Regions from separate parts of the Gossypium hirsutum genome. Here region 2 is linked to region 1. The links are chromatin contacts, called in public Hi-C maps. All regions are on one chromosome and are shown on one strand. The core of a region is the stretch at or near the end of the contact, and the rest is flanking DNA. Distances in the headings are between cores, read along the strand shown.

Region 1 (5,736 bases), core at 2,353-4,852:
ATATATTGTTTTTTTAATCTTGCTTATTTATAAAAAATGATAATAATAATATTTACTAATAATAATAGTAATAGTAGTGATGATAATAATTTGGGCTTTTGATAGGCCCAAAAAAAAAAAGAAGAAGAAGAAAAGAAAAATAAATGTCTCAAATCCAAAATTGGGTGGACTTGGAACGACTTAACAGAGAACAAAAATTTAAATAGGCCCTCAATCAAACTCGAATAAAAATGGGTGTCTACAATATGTTTTTGTTTTATAACATGTTTTAGTAATCATTATTTTTTAGAAGATTGACTTTAACATCTAAATCTATTACTTACACATATTCTTTATTTTCAAAAAAGTTTCTCTTTAAAAAAAAATTATGAAAATTATTTAAAGACTTGAAGAGAAAGATAAAATCCAGAAGTTTATATAAGAGGCAAGCAAAAACATATTGATTGCATAAAAATACCACTTTAATAGTGGATTATAAGTAGTAATGGTTGTGAAATGGAAAATTTTGATTATTTACAAAAAGAATATTGAGTTACACAAGAATGCAAGGATGAAGCAAACAAAAACATTGATATGTCTTTTAAATATTTTGAAAAATATGTTATACTAATATTAATTATTAACTCTAATTGCGTGTAAGCACAATTTTTTACTAGTACTACTATACAAATCCTTTTTTATATTTCAAGTTAATTGAAAAATCATGAAAATTAATTGGAATTAATATATAATTATAATCCAAACTAATGCAATAATCCCCAGTGGGTTGAATTAAAATTCTTTAAATTTTAAAAACTTAAAAACGTATAAAAGATACTGTAAAAATATTAATTGTACATAATCTATTTCATCTCTCTTCTTTATCTCTCTAATCTAATTACTCTTACAACATTAATGCATCACATTTTATCTCTCTTCTTACAATTTTCTTTTTTTAAATTCCACCTAAAATGCATTCATTAATCATATTTTGCATTTGACCATCTTCCATATAATACAAAGGATGGTACCACAGTATTTTATGCTAAGATTAAGTTCTAAAATAGTTTTAATTTAACTCTTATTTGTTTTAAGTTTAACATTAAATTGATTTTTTTTATATTTTTGGGATATTTTCATACTTAGTCCTTCAATTTTTTACAATCTTATAATTTAACTCTAATTAGTTTTATTTTTTTTCCAATTTAGTGTAAAATTTGTCTTCTTAACCCTCAACTTTTATCAAGCTTAATTTGTTCATATAAATAGGGATGAGCAAAACTCGATTTGACTCAAAAAAATAGAAAAAAAATTGAATTTCGAGTTAAACGAATTCAATATTCGAAATAATCGAGTTATTCGAGTCAACTCGAATTTTTTTTTGAATTTCGAGTTTGAATCGAGTTTGGTTTTTAAATTCGAAAAACTTGAATAATTCAAATAAATTGAATATTAAACTATAATAATTTACACAATTACCCCAAACTCCTAAACTTCTTCACTTTCCTCTCAAAACTTTTACTCCGTCTCACTTTTCCCCTATAACTTTTGCTCCTCTCCCATCCCACCCCATTTCTACCCCAAACCCATTTCCCCCCTCTCTTTTTTTTTTTTGAATATTTCCCTCCCGAAATTTTACTCCTCCCATTTATTGCTCAACTTTCAAAATTTTTATTTTTACCTTAAATTTTTACTTCTCACCCTTAACCCCAAATAAAAAAAATTAAAATCATCCAAAAAAAATTCCTAAACCTAAATAATAATTTTATTTATATTTATTATTTTATATTATTAATATAAAATTTCACATTTTGTACTATTTGTATTATTGAATTGTTTTATAATATTGAATCTTTATAAATTTTTACTAAAATTGAATTATTGATGATGCCATAAAATATTCGTGTTAAAATTTTATGTTGTATCAATTTCACATTTTATCTTTAAGATAATTTTTATTAAAAAATCTCATTTTTCACATTTAATATATAAATTTTTTAGTTTCAAAATACATAATGACAAGGATCAGAAGATAATTGAAGCAACTAAGCAAGTAAAGAAGTTAACTCGTATATAAAAGATTAATAAATAAATTATAAAGAGATAAAAGTTAATAACAAATTTGATTACGGTGAGTATAGTGATTACAAAGACCTAAAATATTTTTTTAATTTAACTTGAAAAAATATATTCGATTCTATTCGAATTCCATCTCACTAGACTCGATTCGATAAAATTTCAAATCGAATTAGGATGACAAAATATGATTCGTTAACTCGATTAACTCGAAATTTTTTCATTCAATTCGATCGAACACTCACCCCTATATATAAGGGACAAATAATTCCATTTTAGCTCATTCTAGGGGCAAAACCAAGGGCTGGCAAGGGCCCCTGGCACCCCCCCAAAATAGAAAATTTTTCATTTATGCCCTTTGAAAATTTTAAAATAGTAAAGGGAAAATTACAATTTATCCCCTAAAAATGATAAAATTTTAATTTAATCCTTTAATAATTATAAAGATATAGAATGATAAAATGATAAAATTATATTTTTATTATTACAAAAATTATAATTTAATTTCGCACCCTAAAAAAATTTCTAACTTGACTCATTACATGAATTATAATAAGTATTAAACTTTATTTATAATCATTTTTAAAATAAACATGCACCTTTTTTGTTCGCAACAATCATTAAAAATTAAATATAAAATGTTAAAATTGATACATAAAAGTTTCTTTTTTTTTTTTGAAACAGATACATAAAAGTTTCACTCGTGCATTGAACGGGATAAAAAAATTAGTGTATATATATATATATGTATATATATGTTAAAGTAATGTTTTAGAGAAAAAAAAAACTGAAACAAATTTAGGTGGTGGGCTTCAATATTTAGCAAGTGGCGCCATATTAATATGGCACATTAACATTTAGTGTATTAATATTTTTATGGGTCTCATTAGATGCTTAGTGCAAAAATGAAAAAAAAAAAGAGTTTTATACGTTATAATGTTTAAATATTATATACTTGTTATGATAATAATTATATAAAAAAAACCAATCGCTTAGGATATGATTCTTTTGATTTTTGTAGTAAAGAAAGTAGTAATTTAAGGAATTTTAAATAACTTCATATCCTTCAATTATTATATTATTTTCATTTTTAAAAATTAAATCAACTTAAAATCGATACAAATTGATCATAAAAAAATTATGAAGATTATAAAAAATAAAATACATATTATTTTATAGTATTTTTACTTTTTCAAACAATATATTTTTGATTGGTTATAAAATTTACAACAAATTTTTAATAAATAAATATAATATGAATGTTTCTACTTCGCATTTGGAAAAGCCCAAAACGATAGAATGTTGGCGCGTTTTGAATCAATTACCGGAATACTGGTCAATTGTCATCCTATTTTATTAATAGCTTGAATCGAAGAAAGCAAGCGAGAAGGAAGCGGACACAAGGACATTTGGGAAATAAACGGCCAAGATCTTCCCAACCCAATATCTAATTTCATTGGCTCAATCATCCCTTCCTTCAAACTTGATTGGCCCACGTCAACACTATGACATGTTCTCTCCTGTTACTCACCTGAGAAACTTCCGTCAAACGTGGGACACAACAAATATAAAATGCTCGACCCGCGACTCTTTCTTCGAAAAATGCTCATTTCATTTTAAACACTACAACCATTCCACTTTCAGAGGGAAAAAAAAAAAAAAACTCAAAGAGGCTTCTCCACAGATAAGTGTTGAGGTGGAGTGATGGCTGGCTCATTCAGAGCGCGCGGCTCTTTGGTGGTTCTAGCGATAGTCTTGTCCGGTGAGTATCGTGCTGTTCCTCATTTGTTAATTCCGCTTGTTTCATGTGATTCCGTGTTCTCTGATTCTTTAACTGTTTGAGACGAAACGTGTTAGATCTAGTTTTGTTTGATGATGTTTTTCCTCCCAAATCGGTGCATGCTTAGATCTGATTTAGGTTCTACGGATTCTTGTAATGCATTACATCATCAAATGAGAGTTTCGGCGATCTCATATCATTTGTTTTTGCTCCATTGATTTCAGAACTAGAAATTTCTGGATTATGAAATTAATGTCTCGGAAATTAGTTTGATTCGAACAAAATCATGTGTTTTCACGTATTTTATTTTAATTTTCCATTTGTGGTGAAGCATTTCTAAGATGGAAGTTGCAATGTTATGAGCGTAAATATTCTAGAACTTGGTTAGGATTCTGTTCTATCTTGATCTTTCCACGTGGCCGCTTTACCAAATTTGATATTTGATGTCTAATTCAATGGATAGTGACTTTAAATAACTTTGGCTAACATAATGATTGAGTTTAAAAATGACCATAGAGTGATATTGAAAAAGGACTGTATAATGGTTAGCATCGTGTTAACTTTTCAAACAGGATGTCTTTTTGCACTCTCGATTGCAAAGGAGGAAGCCGCGAAATTGGGGACCGTAATTGGAATTGATCTTGGCACAACGTATTCTTGTGTTGGTGTATACAAGAATGGTCACGTGGAAATTATAGCCAATGACCAAGGAAACCGTATCACACCATCATGGGTGGGTTTCACAGACAGTGAGAGGCTGATAGGTGAAGCTGCTAAGAATCAGGCAGCTGTTAACGCAGAGAGGACCATCTTTGATGTCAAAAGACTTATTGGAAGAAAGTAAATCTCATTCTGCCATGTTTCTTGTTTTACATTGTAGGGGTTGGTTGGGAAATAATGCTTACTGCGGGGGCTTTGTTCTTTGCAGGTTTCAAGATAAGGAGGTCCAGAGGGACATGAAACTTGTTCCCTACAAGATTGTCAACAAGGATGGAAAACCTTATATTCAAGTAAAGATTAAGGATGGAGAGACCAAGGTTTTCAGTCCTGAAGAGATTAGTGCTATGATTCTGGGTAAGATGAAGGACACAGCCGAAGCTTTCCTTGGGAAGAAAATTAAGGATGCAGTGGTCACTGTTCCTGGTGAGTGCACCATAAGAAACAATGTTCTCAGCTCAAAATGGTTAAGTTTGTTGGATCCTTGATTATGCTCATATTATCTCTGTTTTATTTGCAGCTTACTTCAATGATGCCCAGAGGCAGGCCACCAAGGATGCTGGCGTTATTGCTGGGCTTAACGTGGCAAGAATTATCAATGAACCAACTGCAGCTGCCATTGCCTATGGTTTGGACAAAAAGGGTGGAGAGAAAAACATTCTTGTTTTTGACCTTGGTGGTGGGACATTTGATGTCAGTGTCTTGACTATTGATAATGGTGTATTTGAGGTTCTTTCCACAAATGGAGACACTCATTTGGGAGGTAAGCATCTTTATTGTTTTCTTATAGGATTATAAAATTTTTTCAACACTGGATCTTTGTTTACGGTCACTTTTCTTGCAGGTGAGGATTTTGATCAGAGGGTTATGGAGTACTTTATTAAACTGATCAAGAAAAAGCATGGAAAGGATATCAGCAAGGACAACAGGGCACTTGGGAAGCTTAGGAGGGAAGCTGAGCGTGCCAAAAGAGCTCTTAGCAGCCAGCACCAGGTCCGTGTGGAGATTGAATCACTTTTTGAAGGTGTTGATTTCTCTGAGCCACTGACCAGGGCCCGTTTTGAGGAGTTGAACAATGACCTGTTCCGAAAGACAATGGGACCTGTGAAGAAGGCAATGGAAGATGCTGGTTTGGAGAAACGCCAAATTGATGAGATTGTTCTTGTCGGTGGAAGCACTAGAAT
Region 2 (5,658 bases), core at 504-3,003, 290 kb before region 1:
CTCCCAAGTATGCTCTCTATATTCTCTCTACTTATTCTTCCCTTCCTTTATCTTTGTGTATTTGTATGTCCTTTGTAGTTTGTTTGCTTAAGGATCTTGTTCAGCAAATATATCCAATAGGGAGAGTGCCTGAAAATTTTAACCACACAAAATAAGATCAGAACCAACAAGGCTAGGGAGGAAAAGAAAATATCGATGTTCTGTCATTGTGAGAGAGATTTTACCTCCGGCACGTTGAGTTCAAGGCGGAACTTGGGACCATCGTAGTGGTGGAGAATTGGCCTAAAGGAGTCCTCCTCAAGTGGCTCACAGATTTTCCTTGTTAACACCCGAACCTGCATAGGAACAAACATTAGTATTGATTTTTTAAGCAAGATTATATTTCTATGGAATGACTAAGAAATAATGGGCGGACAAAATACCTGAGCAGGGAAGCGGGACTCGCCAGGGCATTTCTTGTCCTCCCAAGCTGTTGGATCGATGTTTGTTCCTCCAAAGCTTGCAGCCTAATTACAAAATCATTAAAGCATTTAAGACCCTTGTACACTCAAATGTCAGAAAATTACGAGAAAAAAAAAAACGAGATACTAACCTCAAATATTCCATGGAGCTGGTGGGTGGAGTAATTGTAGAGGAAAAGAGGCAGACCCGGAGTTATGGCCCGGACTGAATCTCGGTAACGTGGAGGCAAACCTACAAATTTATGCAGACCAACCATTTAGGAGCATGAACTGAATATCACATCAAATAACCTAATTCTTTGTTTCATTAATCTAATTGATTTACTTTCCCTTTCTAGTGCAAGTACCAAATCTAACATCGGCCTCAGAAATGAAAAAGGAAATTAAACCCAGACTTGTATACATACCAAAGAGCTGTCTCTTGAGATTCTCTTGCATGGTATCGTTGTTGCAAACAAAGATGTAGCCTCCAACAGTTTCGTTCCTAGACAAAGCCTCGGACGGTGGCAGTGTCTTGAACCTCTTGTCAGCAGCACTCCCCCCATCTTTAGTTTCGTTGTTGTTATTGTCGCTGTTATTGTTCTTCTTCTTGTTACTATTCTTCTTCCCGCTTTTGCTACCATGATCATCCTCTCCTCTATTCTTATTCCCCTTCAAATTAACATTGAAATTATTGTTATTCGCCGGCTTCGAATAAACCCCTTTGTTGAATCCTCCGTTGATTCCGGTATTCTTCGGAGCGATGGGGCCGAACCCTATGTTGTTGGTGGTGGCTCCAATTTTCCATCCATCATTGTTGAAAGAATTGAAATCAGAGACTTTGGGCTTCAAGTTGTTAACAGAATTAACTTCACCACCGACTCTGATATCAAAATTCCTCCTTTCATCAGGCCTTTTAGAGACATAACTGTTGCTCCATATGGAATCGTTGAGCGAAAGATTAGCCAAATTGGAATTTTGGATCCTAAGTTGATCACTGAAATGCCAAAATGATTGCTGGTTGTTCTCCATAGCCAACTCCAATTCCCTTCCAAAACCTTAAAAATAGAGATCTGGGTATGAAAGATGACTTAATTTGACTCCCTGAGCAGTAAAAATATGCAAGTTATGGTATGAGATGATCAAAACAAGAAAGATGCAAAAGCAGAGCAAGAGAAAGCAAAAGAAAAAGAGAAGTATAATAAAGAGAGAAAAGATTTGGTAAAGAGGTGAGTGTTAAATAAGGGAGAAATGGGTAATTTCGTAGAAAGTGAGTGAATTTGGGAGACTCTTAACACTAGGCAGGTAGAATAAAGATTGCGTGTCATTGTGGAAAGTGAAAATATATATTACCAGAACTAAAAAAAATAAAAAAAAATCTTAAATTTATCTCAAATACCAAACTTTTTCCTCTAAAATCCTCGATTTTGATTAGATTTAATTTCCAAATTATAACCACTAAATTATCTTAAAATAATAATTCTCATTTGGTTTTTAAAAAAGTAAGATGAAAATGATGTTGGCTTCTAATACGAGAGTGATGAGGGCAGAAAACGCGGTTTGGCGTGGCAGAGGGGGAAGGCCCTTCTAGATGCTGCCCTTTTTCATTTTAATAATTAATATTGAGTTCACATTCAGATGTGAGATTTGTCTTTACTTAGGTGTTAAGCCTTAAAAAAGGCGAGTTTGTGTGACAGACAGATGCTTCACTTATAGTACTGTTTGGTTCGTGAAGTTCTTTTCTTCTTTTTTTTTTTCTCCTTAAAGAGGGGAACTCACACGTGTTTGATTTATGAGATAAAACGGAGATGGAAACTTTGCACTTTCTGAATTTGCAGCTGTGTAGTTTAGTACTGTTTTGTAAAAATGTTATTGATAAATATTTTTAAAAAGTTTAATTTAAAATTTAAGTATTTAATATTTTTGTCAAAAAATGTTTTTAAAAAATAAAATATTTATTTTAAATATGGTATTATAAAGTAATTAATAAATATTTAAATAATGTTCAAATTAATTAATATTATAAAAATTTAATAAGAATATAGAAAATAATTTATTATAATTTATTTAATAGTTTAATATATGAAAATAAATTTTAAATATTTTTTAAACAATTAATCAGAGAAAGAAAATATCATGTGTTGGAGGGTGAAAACGTAATTAAGCTTCAAAAATATTTTTAGGGGAGAAAAGCTAAATATTTTAACTTCTCCATTAAGGGAAAAGTGCTTTTGAAAAACTAAAAATTTCTTTCAAAAGTTGCTTATTTAGCATTTCTTTTACTTTAAAAGTGCTTCTAAAAAACATTACTAAACACAGCCTTAGCCGGTAGTAATCTTTTCGTGAGTGCTTTTTAAAAAAAAAAGATTGTTCATAAAATATGTTATATTTTTAAAAGAGGAGATTAAACCATGGATGAGATGAACAATCATCATATCACACCTCATAATTAATTAATGTATATGAGTTAATTGTCTTAAACACCTTCAAATTATGATCTTTATTTTAAATTGGTTCTCAAATTTTAAAACATTTTAATTCCATCTTCTAACTATCAATGTTATCAATAAGGTTATTCTATTATTAAAATCGTTAATTTAACCATTAAAAAAGATGTCAAATCTTATACAACATAATCTAAATTAAAAAAATTAAAGAAAAATGAATATTGTAAAAATTGATGTTATAAATATCTTATTTTGAAGTTTTCAAAACTTTTACAAAAACTATCGTCCACTTTCTTTCTTTCAGTTTTACTTTATTTGATGGTTAAATTAACAATCTCAATAATAAAGACCTAATTGGTATAACATCGATAGTTTAAAGATATAATTAGAACGTTTTAAAGTTTAGAGACCAATTTAGAGTGAGGGTCATAGTTTAGAGATGTTTAGTGCAATTAACTCTCTCTATATATATATCTAGGAAAAATAATTTCCTATAAAAAATATTTTTTTTAAATTATTTAATAATGAATATAGGTGAAATGATAAATAAATAAAAAAAACTCGTATATTAAGCTTATTAAACACATGTTCGTTTGTTGGATGCATAGTTTTTAATTATTTATTTTAAAATTATATAAAAAATCATCATAATAATATTAGTTATCATTTAAAAAGAATGTATATTTTAAGTTACAAGTAAATAAAGATGCAAGTTTATATAAGAAAAAAGTTTAAAATGTCACAAGCAATGTACTTAATCTTGTATCAATGGACGTACTGAACTTTTTTTTTTTTGCCCAACTGTCTTCGTATTGACTAAGATAAACATATTTTGAATTTGTTAGGCAAAATCAGTTTAATGAGACCAATTTCCATATGAAAAGTATCAATTTTCTTGTGAGTTAGGTTAAAAAGAAGGGGGAAAATGATTTTGTAATAATAACCTTATGATAGACACAAAGACCTATAACACTCCTCGCCTGACTCAACCGCCGGATTCGAGATATAAGATGTTATGACAGTTATCGAAATAATTACAAGCATTTAACACTCAAATTAAAACATAAATCATAGAAGATAACCATTTTATCTCATAATCATATTATATGACCTTTCTTGGGTTTTATTCGAGCCTATATATGCTTTAGAATTAACCCAGAATCGAACAATGACCAATTTGTAACATTTTCAAAATTTCAAAACAATGTCGCGATGTGAGGGGGTTCCTCGCTGCGACATGACATACTGACTTGCCTCGTTGTGACGACAAGGGTTCCTTGTCACATCGTGTCTTGAAATTCAATATTGAAAATCCGATTTGAAAACGATTTTCTTGTATAGCGAAAAATAAAAATTTTGAAAATTAACCCGGTTTGTGATATTTATAGCAATAAACCTTAGACCAAAATCATACATGTGTTTTCGGATAGACTCCTTGTAGTTCCCGAATTTCAACCAAACGATCTTCTCCGCTATTCTTGTACCACGAATTGCTTCAAGTGTGGGCTTGATCAAACCGAATCAAACACAGAAACTAGAAATAGTTTTCTTTTCTTTTAGGGGTGAAAACGAAAATTCTCTTCTCAAATAGAAACTGACAGAATCATTATTCTGAAAAATATATTTAATTTTTAAAGAATAAAAATCTCTCTATTTTTGGGTAGAATAGCTATCTGAAAGTTATGTTAATAGTCCTACCGGTGTCATCTATTTACAGAGAAAGAAGTTGCATCCTCTTATTCTTCAGAATTACTGAAGAAAATGATGTTATGAAGCAGAGAAAGATTTGTAAACAGAACTGAGAAATTTTGTTTCTGCTCACACCTATATATACTCATTAGGCACAGTCCTCACCGGCCAACCCAACTGCCCATACTTAATCATGTTGTCTCCCACTATGGAACCAACTGGTTCCAAACTAACTAAACTGGTTTTGAAATCCAACTAATCACCAGTCAATCACTAGAACTTTCAAAATTTTCCATTAGAGCCTGTCAATTCGCTATTCATTTTAATTTAGTCTTAGTTTCCTCAAACCCTAGGTTAATAACGGTATCCGGATGTTACAAATATGAACTTATCTAACAAAGAAACAAACAAATGAGTCTTCAAGAACTAATAGACAATTTTTGCTTTTCCTTAATTATCTCTGATTTGGTCCAATTCTCGATCTATACAATTGAGGACTGAAAGTTTTGAAGCATTGAAACCCTGTTCTTCCTTTTAGTTTAAATGAAAAAGAATATGGAGAGAAAAAAGGCTTTATTTTTCTTTTAATTTTAACTTATATACTTTAATTAAACTTAATTAATGATAATTAATTTAATTAAACTATAATTAACTAATCCTTAATCATAATTAACCAAAATTAGTGGAACCGTACATCATTCTCCAATAATTGATGAAAAAATAGCTTAATTACCATTTTGATCCTTTGCAATTTAAAATTTTAAAGTGATAAGACTTTTACAATTTAATTCTTATACCTTAATTAACTATCAATTTGGCAAAATCACTAGACCAAAGTTTAATATATTTCTATAATATTCTCGTAAATATTAATTACTAATATTTATTAAGTCAATTTAAGGAGATAGGATTCCAAAATCATCATTTCTCACACCATTGAAAATCAAACTCTTACACTTATTTTAAAGTAAAATAAATTGTGATTTATGTGATATTTTAATTAATCATTTATATTTTTGAAACTTTCTTATTTTACTCTTAGCTCTCACCTTAAATAATTAAACTCACTTAAAGAGTATGTA

The links. Hi-C and Micro-C count contacts between places; a contact is called where the count stands out from the background.
Region 2: a Hi-C map of leaf shows a contact between it and region 1, with 3 times the contacts expected there. The contact joins the promoter of LOC107946934 here to the promoter of LOC107946879 in region 1. A contact is called at or near these places in 9 of 34 Hi-C or Micro-C datasets (callus, hypocotyl and leaf).

The regions. Positions count from the first base shown.
Region 1 is chrA08:79,414,897-79,420,632 of Gossypium_hirsutum_v2.1, reverse strand. LOC107946879 (luminal-binding protein 5) reads left to right here and starts at 3,602. Exons shown (of 8, transcript XM_041074483.1): 1 at 3,602-3,817; 2 at 4,408-4,675; 3 at 4,764-4,978; 4 at 5,073-5,315; 5 at 5,397-5,736. The coding sequence starts at 3,760.
Region 2 is chrA08:79,698,154-79,703,811 of Gossypium_hirsutum_v2.1, reverse strand. It overlaps LOC107946934 (B2 protein), which reads right to left and starts at 1,753. Exons shown (of 5, transcript XM_016881444.2): 1 at 869-1,753; 2 at 593-693; 3 at 423-506; 4 at 225-335; 5 at 1-129. The coding sequence starts at 1,472. The coding sequence ends at 88.